Regions from separate parts of the Sus scrofa genome. Here region 1 is linked to region 2. Evidence: chromatin contacts called from public HiChIP or PLAC-seq data. All regions are on one chromosome and are shown on one strand. The core of a region is the stretch at or near the end of the contact, and the rest is flanking DNA. Distances in the headings are between cores, read along the strand shown.

The links. HiChIP or PLAC-seq counts read pairs in DNA pulled down with a chosen protein or histone mark.
Region 1: an H3K27ac HiChIP or PLAC-seq map of alveolar macrophages shows a contact between it and region 2. The contact joins the promoter of STX7 here to the promoter of RPS12 in region 2. A contact is called at or near these places in 1 of 5 promoter capture datasets (fetal liver) and 1 of 2 datasets of contacts at active chromatin or transcription factors (alveolar macrophages).

The regions. Positions count from the first base shown.
Region 1 is chr1:31,179,973-31,186,197 of Sscrofa11.1, reverse strand. It overlaps STX7 (syntaxin-7), which reads right to left and starts at 1,293. Exons shown (of 10, transcript XM_001926476.4): 1 at 1,151-1,293.
Region 2 is chr1:30,919,081-30,924,872 of Sscrofa11.1, reverse strand. RPS12 (ribosomal protein S12) reads left to right here and starts at 1,481. Exons shown (of 6, transcript NM_214363.1): 1 at 1,481-1,513; 2 at 1,649-1,699; 3 at 1,889-2,005; 4 at 2,933-3,035; 5 at 3,479-3,580; 6 at 3,984-4,069. The coding sequence starts at 1,686. The coding sequence ends at 4,046. SLC18B1 (MFS-type transporter SLC18B1) reads right to left here and starts at 1,156. Exons shown (of 15, transcript XM_013988257.2): 1 at 878-1,156.

The DNA.
Region 1 (6,225 bases), core at 44-2,543, 260 kb before region 2:
AAATTAAGGCTTACTTTGTTTGGGGGAGCAGTTAATGCGTTAACATGGTATCATATTAACCTCCACAGAAACTTTGAAACTGGAGCTTAAATTTCAACGAGTCACAAGTCTGAGGCAAACTTCTCAAAGTGGCCTGCAAAGCAGAGGCCTGTACACATCACCAGACAATTGAACACTGCTATCAGTCTCTGTACTGGGGGACGATCGGGCCAACCTCAGAAGAAACATTCACCTCCAATATTACTAAAGAGCACAGCATTTCATAATCACTTCCTCTTCTTCCAGAGTTCGCACAAGTATTAAATTACATATAACTGTAGTCAGACTGTGTTGATTTGAGTTAAACAAAAATTACTGTATAAGAGTCTAGCAAATGTAAGAAATCTGAGGGGGGAAAAAAGCATTTAACCTGAAAGGCAATTTTTTTCTTTTTGTCTGAATTTAAAGAAAGTAACAACCTGAAAACCAAGAGGGTGGGTGTGGGGAGGTGTCTTGAGATATTGCATGTATTGTAACTGGCTTTATGCAAACCAATTAAGGACATCACTGAAAGGGCCAAAGAAAGTTAGCATATCATAGTCTCCAAACCAAAGAGAAGACCAACTACAATGAGCCTCTGTATTAATGTATATGGTTCCTTCACTACAGAAATACGTATCTTCAGTTCTTCTACATTTGGGAGGAGAACTTTAAAGCACGTTTTCTAAACCCGTGAATTAAAAAGAGGAAGAGGTCAGTTCATGTCCAGCCTGAGGCAGAAGAAGCTGGATTCCAGAGCTGGGCCGGGGCGGCTCGGACGCCAGCCCCGCCCGGGAACGCGCAGCCAGCCGGTGCGCCTGAGCAAGCGCGGCCGGGGAGGCAGGGGGAGGCGGCGGGGCTGCTGCGCATCAGGCGGCGGGAAGGCCGGGCTGGCAAGGCCAGCAGGGACCGGCGGGGCCCGCCTGACCACGCCGCGCACGGAGCCGAGGGGCGTGGGGAGCAGCGCGCTCCCGGGGCTGGGGCAACGCCGGCCCTCAGACTCCCGAGCGCCTGCCGCAAAGCGCAGGGCGGCGGCCACCTGACAACGCGCGCAAACAAGGTGGCGCGACAGCCACGGGGACACGCGCTTTCGGGGCGCCCGGCCATGGGCACCTCCCGAGACTCCTCTTACCCCGACTTCCTCTGCTTCCTTCTTCTTCTTTAGCCGCGGGCACCCAAGGGCCGCAGAGCCCCCAGCTGCGATTCTCAGCTGATGGGTGGCGGCACCAGGATGGCCAGTGCGCATGCCCGCAATACCTCCCTGGGAAGGAGGCGGAGCTAGCTCCTCTCTCATTGGCCAGCGGGGTTAAATGACGGCAGCCCTTCCCCGCCCCTCTGGTTCTAAGCTAAGGAATGGGGGTTCCAGCAAAATTGCAAGGGAGGTGTTTTTTGAGGCCTGACCTGCGGATGGTGAACGTCTTAGCCTGCGAGCAAAAACAGGAGGAGGGAATGGAGAGCCCCTCTGTTTATCGGGGGATGCCGGCCTCCCTAGCCTCGTGTCTTCAGCTGGCCCGATTAACTCATGCCTGCCTTGCTTCTTAACCCTTGACTCTGTAGTAGACCATATTTACAACTCCATTAAAAATGCGGACGCCCGCAAATGAGGCCCTGGGGGGAGGACATACTAACACGAATAGAGGAAATTCAGTCAGGAACAATGAAGGAATAAGCGAAAAGTCTTTCCCATGTGCTAAGTAGACAAGTTTTCATACATATACAAGTCATTCTAAGCATCCTCAAGGGCGGGAAGTAGGTTTCACCGGATTTCCAAAACATAGAGAGGTTCTCATGATAAATAGTCAAAGTAATTGTTAGATAAAAGTATAATTTCTTTTGATGAAAGAATACCAAATTAATTAGGCCTTTTTCTGTAATAAGACAATATTTCTAAAAGGATCGTCAGGATATCAAAAGTCCAGATAGACTAAGGTGGAAAAAAACAAAACAAAACATATTTTGAATTGGTACCACCTGAGAAAAGTCTAGGTTGTTTGGAATCACATGCACATATATGTACATATGTGAGAGAGATTAACCAAGGATAAGAAACAGAAGAGGCTCTCAGTTCACTTTTCATTTTTCTATTTTTAAGAGAGATGCAGGAAGAAGAAGTATTTTCTATTCCTCATTTTTCCTAAAGAAAACTATGGTGTAAGTGTGATAATAAGCAGCAATTATACTCTGCCTCTGTGAAGAGGGGCAATAGAGATGGGCACGCTGGCCAAGCAGAAGGTACACACCCCATCTAAAGGGGCAGCATGATTCAGCTAGAGCCAACAGTAGACTTTTAGGAATATTGCCTAATATAAGCAAATTATCTGCTTTCTTGAGATATAGTGGAAATTTGATTCGTTTTTATTTTACCCCAAACTTCTATACTTCTAAATTTTTTATTAAAGTATAGTTGATTTACAACGTTGTGTCAACTTCTGCTGCACAGCACAGTGACCCAGTCATACATATGTACACTTTATTTTTCTCATATTATCCTCCATCATGTTTTATCACGAGAGACTGGATGTAGTTCTCTGGCTATAGGGCCTCATTGCTTATCCATTCTAAATTTTGCTCCTACTAACCCCAAATTCTGATTTTTACGTGAAATCTATTTTTCAATATTTTCTAAGTTTTTATAAAAACATTCTGTGATCAAATAAAATATGTATTTCATCCTTTGTAATAGGAAATAATTTTATTTTTTATTTTGTCTTTTTTTTTTTAGGGCTGCACCCACAGTATTTGGAGGTTCCCAGGATAGGGATTGAATCTGAGCTGCAGCCGCTGGCCTACACCACAGCTCACAGCAATGCTGGATCCTTAACCTACCGAGCAAGGCCAGGGAATCAAACCTGCGTCCTCATGGATACCAGTCATATTCATCCACTGAGTCACGATGGGAACTCCAGGCAACAGTTTTAAAACTGCACAGTGGGACTCAAAGCCATTGTTTTTGTTTTTAATTAAAATCACACACCTTGTCTTGGGACTTATTGAAGTTCAGGTTCTTTATGTCTCAGTACAGAAGGAATTCAGTAAGAGGCAAAGTGAGGAGTTCCCACTGTGGCACAGTGGCTTAAGAATCAGACTGCAGCAGCTCAGGTTGCTGCGGAGGTGTGTGTTTGATCCCAGGCCAGGTGCAGTGACTTAAAGGATCCCACATTGCTGCACCTCTGGTGTAGGTCACAGCTGCGGTTTGGATTCAGTCCCTGGCCTGGGAACTCCCATATGCCATGGGTGTGGACATTAAAAAAAAAAAAAAAATGGCAAAGTAGTAGGTAAGAAGTAGATTTATTGAGAGAGAGATAGGCCAATTGTGTATGGACCATCTCAGCAGGTGAAAGCTGCCTGGAAGATACTCCACAGACAAAATGCAATCTATCTGAAAAGGCAAGAGAGCAGCCCTGGGAGAAACACACTCCACAAAGTGTGGGCCGTCTCAGGATGCAAGAGGTCTTGAAATATGGGGTAGTGAGCTTTTATGGGTGTGGTAAGTTCATAGGCTATTGAGTGGGAGGGTTATTCCAACTATTTCAGGGGAAGGGGTGGGATTTCCAGAAAATAGGCCACTACCCACTTTTGGCCTCTCATGGTTGCCCTTGGAACTGTCCTGGCCTCTGTGGGCATGTCATTTAGCATGCTAATATATTACAATGAGCATATAATGAGGCTCAAAATCACGGGAAGTTGAATCTTCTGCCATCTTGGACCTAGTTGGTTCTAACTGGTTTTTGTCTTATCCTCAATGGCTATGTCATTCTTTGAAGGTTATGCCCTCCCTCCTTCCCTCTTGTTTCAGTTTCAGCCATAAAGTATGAAAGCTAGAGAAAGCCTAACAAAAAATCTAGCTCTACTTCTTCATTTGCTTCTCAAAAGTGTCCCAGTTCAGATGACATATTATATGGTCACAGTCACCTTGTACACAAGAACCTACATAATCTGTTTTGTTTTTAAGATCACACCTGCTGCATATGGAAGTTCCCAGATGAGGGGTGGAATTGGAGCTGCAGCTGCAGGCCTATGCCACAGTCACAGCAGCACCAGATCTGAGCTGCATTTGCAACCTGCCCAACACCAGATCCTTAACCCACTGAGTGAGGCCAGGGATCAAACCCACATCCTCGCAGAGATAGCATTGGGTCCTTAACCCACTAATCCACAGCAGGAACTCCCATACAAGAACCTACATAATCTGGATCCTGCCTTTCTGTGCACTCAAATTATGCTTTGGAATATGCCAGTTTAAAGAATTTCTCCATCTCTTTCTGCTTTCACCTCCCTCCCACCAGCTCACAAACTGCTCATCAAGGGTTTTCTTATTTCTGTGTGTTGCTCCATCAGTTCCCTTTAATTGGAATATGTTCTTTCTTCCTCCCACTTTTTAACATAAATTCTATTTTAGGATAATTATAGACTAATGGAAGGGTTGCAAATATAATACTGAGTTCTCATTACACCTCACATAGATTCAGCCAGTGTTAACATTTTACATAATCCTAATGCATTTATAATCCTAATGCTAATGCATTTGCCGAAGCTAAGAAATTAACATTAGTATAGCAGTGTTGACTAAACTGTTGACTTGATTTGGATTTCACCAATTTTCTGCTACTGTCCATTTTCTGTTCCAGGATCCAATCCCACACTGTATTTATACAGCATGTTTCTTTTGTCTCCTCCGATCTGTGATCGTTTTCTGCCTTTTCCTTTTTTATCATGACCTTGGCGCTTTAAGAGTACTGGAAGGCATTTTGTAGAATGTCCCTCAATTCAGGCATGCCTGATGTTTCACATGATTAGACTGAGTTATAGATTTTTACCATGGAGGCGAAGTGTCCTTATCATGTCCTTTCAGGGAGTACAGGACAGAAGCTGTTTACTGATGGTGTTCATCTTCACACCTTGGTTAAAGTGATGTCTGCGCATCACTCTTTTTCCATTCTTGTGCTATAAGAAGAGAACCACTAAATCCAGCCTACAATCAAGAGGAGGAGAACTGAATTCTATCTCCAAAAGCAAGGAATATTAAAAAATTATGGACATATATTGAAACTACCACAGTAACTTACAAATATTTGGACAAAGATGCTTTGAGGCTAAACCATCAGAGATCATTGTTATTACGATGGAAAGAAAAGATTTTCAAGTGAATAGTTAAGGAAAGTACCTCCTCACATCAGATACTTGATGCTAAGATAGATTCTCAGGCTCAACTCTACCTAGTTTCTTAGGTAGAAAAACTAGGAAATTGCTGTGATTTCTTTTCTCAGCTTTATTTTATGTACATAACTATTTTGTTTTTGTAATATGGAATTCTTTTTCCATAGGAAGATCCTGACCATGAATGTTCCATCTAGCTCTTTACAGCTTTGAACCTCGATTCTACGTTCTTCATGTATTCTTTCCTCGTATTGTCCACCTGCCTAATTGCAGTTATTCCGCTGTGTTGTAAAGGTGATTTTCTATTTCCTTCAGTTCTTCTATAAGGAATATCTGTCACTTCTCCCAAATTTCTTTCTTTCTTCAATCATTTATTTATATCAGTATGAATTTATGGATTTTTTTTTTTTTTTTTTTTGGTCTTTCTAGGCCCACACCCTTGGCATATGGAGGTTCCCAGGCTAGGGGTCAAATCAGAGCTGCAGCTGCTGGCTTATGCCACAACCACAGCAATGCCAGATCCAAGCTGCATCCTCAACCTATGCGAAGTTTGTGGCAACACTCTATCCTTAACCCACTGAGTGAGGCCAGGGATGGTACTTGCGTCCTTCTGTATACTAGTTAGGTTCTTAACCCGCTGAGCCACTAGGGGAATTCCAAATAAATGGATATTTACTTTATACTTTAGATTATACTTGAATTCCCTCTCCACCATTTCGGATTTTTTCAGGGTGGTTCCTCTGCATTTGGGCAGGCCCCAATTTCTTTTCCTTAGCACTGTCTTATTTGTTAGTATTACAAGATACCACAGTTTACCTTGTATATTCCTTGCTCCAGCTCTAAAACCAGTCATTTTACTATGGAGCCATTGTTCCTTTTACCAGAAAATGCTATTTAGAAACCAAGGTCTGGGTGCCAGCTCCTGGGGTGTCATCACTTCTGTACCCTCTCAATGGCCAGGACTAGGAAATAAATGTCTGCCTCTTAACTCATGTATGCACATGTATCTATAATATTATCTGACTTTATTTTACATAAATATAACATGAG
Region 2 (5,792 bases), core at 232-2,731:
TGAGTCTACAGAATAGGTTACTATGAGCTGCTAGAAGACAGAAACCCAGTCAGCTTGGTTAGTACTATACTGGGAAAAATTGCATCTGCCAAGAAGTATTTAATTTGACCACAAACATTAGAGCAGCAAGAATAAGTATTTTCATCGTTATAAACTCTGCAGGGCTTTTTTTTAAAGCAAAAAAAAAAAAAAAAACGCTCAATAATTAAATGAATAAGCAAAGTGAACTATTTTTTTAGGATGACTTATGGATGGAAAGAAGCTGGTTCAACACTTAAAAATGAACACTTGAAAGCTAAAAATGAACTGTATCAACTTATTAAAATTCCAGTATATCATTATTCTGGCTAACTCTCCCTCACACTCTTATTATGTGACTTATTTTTGTTATCTTCACAGTACTCAAGTTACCTGTCTCTGTTCACTGTATGCATAGTGCTGGCACCTATCAAATGCCTAATAATTGCTAACTAGTTTGGCACTTGTCAGGAGAATAAGTTTAAACAGGAGAAAAAGGACTGTGCCAATTACATTTGGCTGTATTTCAGATATTTGCGTTGGTGGGGAATGGCCCACCAATGTAACATTCAAAATGTTGCTTCCCGAAAAGTCAGAGTTAAAACTGGATTCCACTCCTAATTTCGCCAGTCCGGAAAGGCGAAATGAATGCCAGATTTCTCAAAGACCACGATTTCATCTCTATATTCCCAGACCCTGTCTCTACGTCTGCTACATTGTAGGTGTTTCAAATGCACCTGCTGAATCCCGATTTGGGCGGGAATACGAATTCAGGGGACAATTTAGTGTTTTTTATTTTTATTTTCAAACCCCAAACTTCGTTTAGAACCAACTGCGTTAGAAAACCATTACCAAATACCTGGCTGGCCAGACGTTCCAGTTAACAGCCGGCGGGAAAGTGGAATTTTCGATTTGCTTAGAAGTAACGAAAACGTGTTGACTTTCGTTTTATGAAAACGCACGGGCGCGCGCAGATCACCCAAAGAATGATAAATTCACCAGCATTCAGAGTGACTTAAAGAGCGAAGTGAGAGAGTGTGCTGCTCAGGGAAGGCCCATTAGTGGAGTCGAAATTACAACCACGGTGTCTTAAGCGTTAAAACTGGGGCTGCGATTGCTCCAGGACTCGGGGCCTTGCAAGACCACATTGGCAGGAGGGCTTGGCCCTTCTCGCGCACCGTAGGACGAGCTCTCTGGGCCTCCGTAGGCCCCACCCTCGGCGTGGAAAAACTTTGGGAAGCTGCCCGCGTTAGTGCCTGCTGCGTGGGCCTAAGACCGGCCGAGCAGAGTCAGAAGACTAGTAGGACCCCTGCCACAGAACCGCTTCAATCCGGAAACAGAAATTCTCGAGGCCCGGCACTGCTAAAGCCAGCTCTTCCCTGGGAGGGAGTGCACATGCGCATAGGGGTCCTGGGAAACCCTTAAATACCGTCATGCGGGAGCCTACATTCTCTTTCCCTGCCGCCGCCGAGTCGCGCGGAGGCGGAGGCTCGGGGTGAGTAGAGCAAGGCGAGAGTGGTGTTTGCGGAGTGTGGCTCAGTGTTTTTCAGATGAGATTGGCGATAAGTGTTTAGGTCTAAACCCAGTTTGTTAACCAGGATTTTCTTTTCTTTTTTTTTTCCTATTGCAGTGTGCTCAAGATTCGGTTCCACCCGTAACCCACCGCCATGGCCGAGGAAGGGTGAGCTCAGGGTTGGGGTGGCGAAACGGGCGAGGCGCGGGCCGCGAGCCCGCAGCGTGGGTTCTGGGTTTGCTGTGGCGCTCTACGCGGCTATGATCTAATCTCGCCAACGACTGTTTTGTCCAAAGCATTAGATGGTGTGCGGAGGTTTTTTGATTTTTTTTCTTTTTTTTAACTCTTCCGTGTTAGCATTGCTGCTGGAGGTGTAATGGACGTTAATACTGCTCTACAAGAGGTGCTGAAGACCGCCCTCATCCATGATGGCCTAGCACGTGGAATTCGCGAAGCTGCCAAAGCCTTAGACAAGTACGTGTATCAGTCTCAATACTGTGGGGTGTTGGATCTGGAACAAAACTGCAGCCAAGGGAAGAGAGCGTGAAGTTCATGCTGTTAGCACAAAAGTTGTGAATGGCATCCGTTCTACAGGAAACCTAGGAAAAGGTATAAACTTAGATCTTTTAACGGCCCACTTAAAAGGGTGTAGGTTTGGAGTGGGGGTGCGCCCTTGCTTCTTAAAATGGAACTACAGCGTTTGAGTGATGACTTAAATTGTCGGATACCCCTTCACTCTTTCCATGAGTGAAATCTAATAGTCTGACAAACCTGTAGGTTGTGGGGCTATTAATGCACTGTTAACTAGGGAATCCATAAGAACCTTCATTAATACATGTAGATTTTGAACTATTAACATGGCAGAAGTACCTGGATTTTTAGGTGAACTCAATAAGTGTTTTAGCTGTAGAGGTCATTGTGAGTGTGGGACATTTATAAATTGGTTAGGTTTTTGGAGTGGTTACATTGGCAAAGCAACTATTTAATTGAGGTGAATTTAAATGATCTTTAAGGGTACTAAGATGTGTGAGTTTCTGTTCTGTTAATTGTAGTACACTGGCCAGTTGAGTCCAGTGGAAATAGCATTCCTTGTTGGAAATACCTGGTATGGATTTCCTGCACTATTTGTACCTTGACAATACTGAGCAGTGTTACTGTCTGGGTTAGTAATGGGTAACTAATGAGTAAGTTAGTTTTTACATACAAACTTTATATTATTAATTACTGAATCAGAAATGTTTCAGTGGAGGAAGTGAATGTTTTGTGGCAGCTACATCAGCTTGAAGTTGTGTTCTCAGCGTGCTTCTTCTGTTAGTCACTGTGGCTAGTGCAAAGAACTCTTGTAAAAGTGCGGTAGTGGATTTAGACCTGACTTGGTTTCTGTTGGGTTTTGCATTTCAGGCGCCAAGCCCATCTTTGTGTGCTTGCATCCAACTGTGATGAGCCAATGTATGTCAAGTTGGTGGAGGCCCTTTGTGCTGAGCACCAGATCAACCTAATTAAGGTAAGTTAGCCATCTAACTTGCTGTCTTGACTGTTTAAATTCTCTAGGTTAATGAAAATTGGGCCAGTTAGGGTCGTGTTTCCAGATAATGATAGCTAATGACTCATAGCAGAGCAAATTCTGCAAAGAGCTCTTTGCTTTCTGCAGGTGTGAAAAACTTCACAAACTTGACAATTGTTAGATATGTTAAAGGTAGTTTTAGAAGCATTTTATTCCCACAGAATTAAATGCTAATTTTGATGTTGCCATAGAAAAAACTAGGTAGGAGGTCTTGGTGCTGCTGTACATGATGACAACTGGCTCCCTCTACTGAACTTCTATGAGGAAACTGCCATGTCACCCTATCTGACTACAGCTGCCTTTCATTTGATGTGTCCGTCAATAGCATTCATGTCTACTAGTGGTGATTTTTTTTTTTTTTTAATTGTTGTTTCCCTCAATAGGTCGACGACAACAAGAAACTAGGGGAATGGGTAGGCCTCTGTAAAATTGACAGAGAGGGAAAACCCCGTAAAGTGGTTGGTTGCAGTTGTGTGGTGGTGAAGGTAAGTCTTTTTTGTCGGGGGAGGAAATTGTGCTGGGTGACCATGCTTAACCCTGTATTGAATCTAAATGTTGAGAATATCTTAAAAGTAAAAGATGTGTGATTCTCAACACACAAAGAACGATTATTGTCTTAAGGGAAAGGGAAATGAACTGTAATTAAAGCCAGTCAATGAATCTGCTTACCTGAATGTGTTTCTGCAGAAATTGAGTAAACGCTGGCAATAGGAGAGCCATGTTACGAGCCTTAAAGACATTAAGTCTTTAAGGTCCCTGAAAATGGCAACAAGACATTTCAATGATGGGACGCACATAACCTAACATTTTGTAGCTTCACCATAACTAGTGCTAACAATTTAGTGAAGTTTTCTAAATACTAGTAAAAAATCACTTTTTATTTTTTAGGACTATGGCAAAGAGTCTCAGGCCAAGGATGTCATCGAGGAGTACTTCAAATGCAAGAAATAATCAAATAAAAAGACTGGCTCCTATTTCTTCTCATCTTTGGCTTTTATTTGGGGCAATATAATAAGGTTCCTGTAAGTGAAAGACGAAAGATAGTCATTGCCAAATGATTAGAAACGTGCTATTTGTCTCCTAGCTTTTTTTAAGTGGAAGCATGTTCTCCAAACTTTAAGTGATATTAGTGTTGGCCTTTAGAAGAGCCCATGTAAGGTTAGGCTTACAGTGAGGTTTTGGTGACAGTATTTCTGGGGTGTGGGCATTTATCATTGCTATGATGGGAACAGCCAGGAACTTGGAGAATGGGTAGAGGCTTGTCAGGTGTAGGTGTCAAGAATTAAGTTCTACAGATGAAAAGAACAAAGGTCGGCTGGATTGGATTTAGGCTGTGGGATGCTAGAAGGTGCATGATGGCCAGGTGTGCTTATGTACATGGCCCTTGATAAAAGTCAGGGTGTCAGTTGTAACTAACTTAACTAAATAGTAGGCACAGAAATGAGGTGTGCTTCCATCTATAATTGAAGAATCTCAGTAGGAGAAGTAATAGTGGCCCATGTATTTCAAGTGGGCATCATTGGTTGCTGTATGAAATGGTGAGTCAGGACTAAATGAGAATTTAAAAATTTGAATCCCTGGTAAGTGCCAACTGGGGAGTTTTTCTTTAGTGGTTGCCAACTTACAGGGTGCCTGTGAACCTGCAACAGGTTCAGTTTTGACCTGGTGTTCCTCAGTGTTAATTTGCATTTGGGGAATTCATAGGTTTTAAGTCTTCCAAGATGTTTGACTGCTTCTAATATCACTAAAGGGTGATTATCAGCATGTTACCCACTGGTGAAGTGAAGGCCTCACATGTTGGCCTAGAGCTAGTGTAGTTTATACAATATGACTAAGTCTGGATGGTATATAACCTGGGCCATTTGGCTGTTCTAAGGAAAATGATTTCAGTTTGCTTTGAATTTTTAGTTGGCTCGTTTCAGCATCTCACCATTTTTAGTCCCTATTGTATTTGGTGCTGTTTTGAGCCTTTGATGGTCGTTTATGGGAGTTAGTATAATTTGGGCTAGAGAAAAGAACTACAGCAGAGTACATTTCCATATATTCCTTCACTCGCTGGCCCTGAGGATCACCTCTCATTAACACTGGTTTTCTGACACTTCCCTTTGACCTGAGGTGCAAAACACTACCCTTGAAGTGCAGATATTTGACCCAAGTACTGCCTCTGCTGTGATCGTTGTGGAAAATCAGTACTTAGCAGTGGTCTCATTTCTAGTGTACACTTTGGCCTCAGTCCCTTGTTTTCCAGAGTTCAGGCTGTTAGTTTACTTCTGTAAGGTCAACCTGGAACAGCATCCACTCCTTTGTTCTTTGGTCCATTCTTTCCACTTTGTCTTTGATCAGCTCTAGACTAAAGGTGTGCACTAGGCAGCAGCCCACAAAAACCTACTTGTGCTTCAGGTTTTGTGTGCTTTAGCATGAACCTTATAAGGTTATGTTTTGGGGGGAGGAAAGAGTTATGCCAGCCAGCATATACCGGGCTTTGCACTGTGTCAACATCTGTTAATTCCTGTCGATTCCCCAAGCCAGAGCTCTCCAGTGTCCTGCCTCCACCTTGGTTTTTTAGCAGCACCTCCCAAGGGCCAGCAGTCACCGCCAACTCACTGGTTTTCTACCCTTGCTGCTTCCAATTGCAGTCAAGGGGTCTTGTCTTTGACTTCATCTGTATGCTTCTGTCTTAAGTGCTTGTCTCTTCTC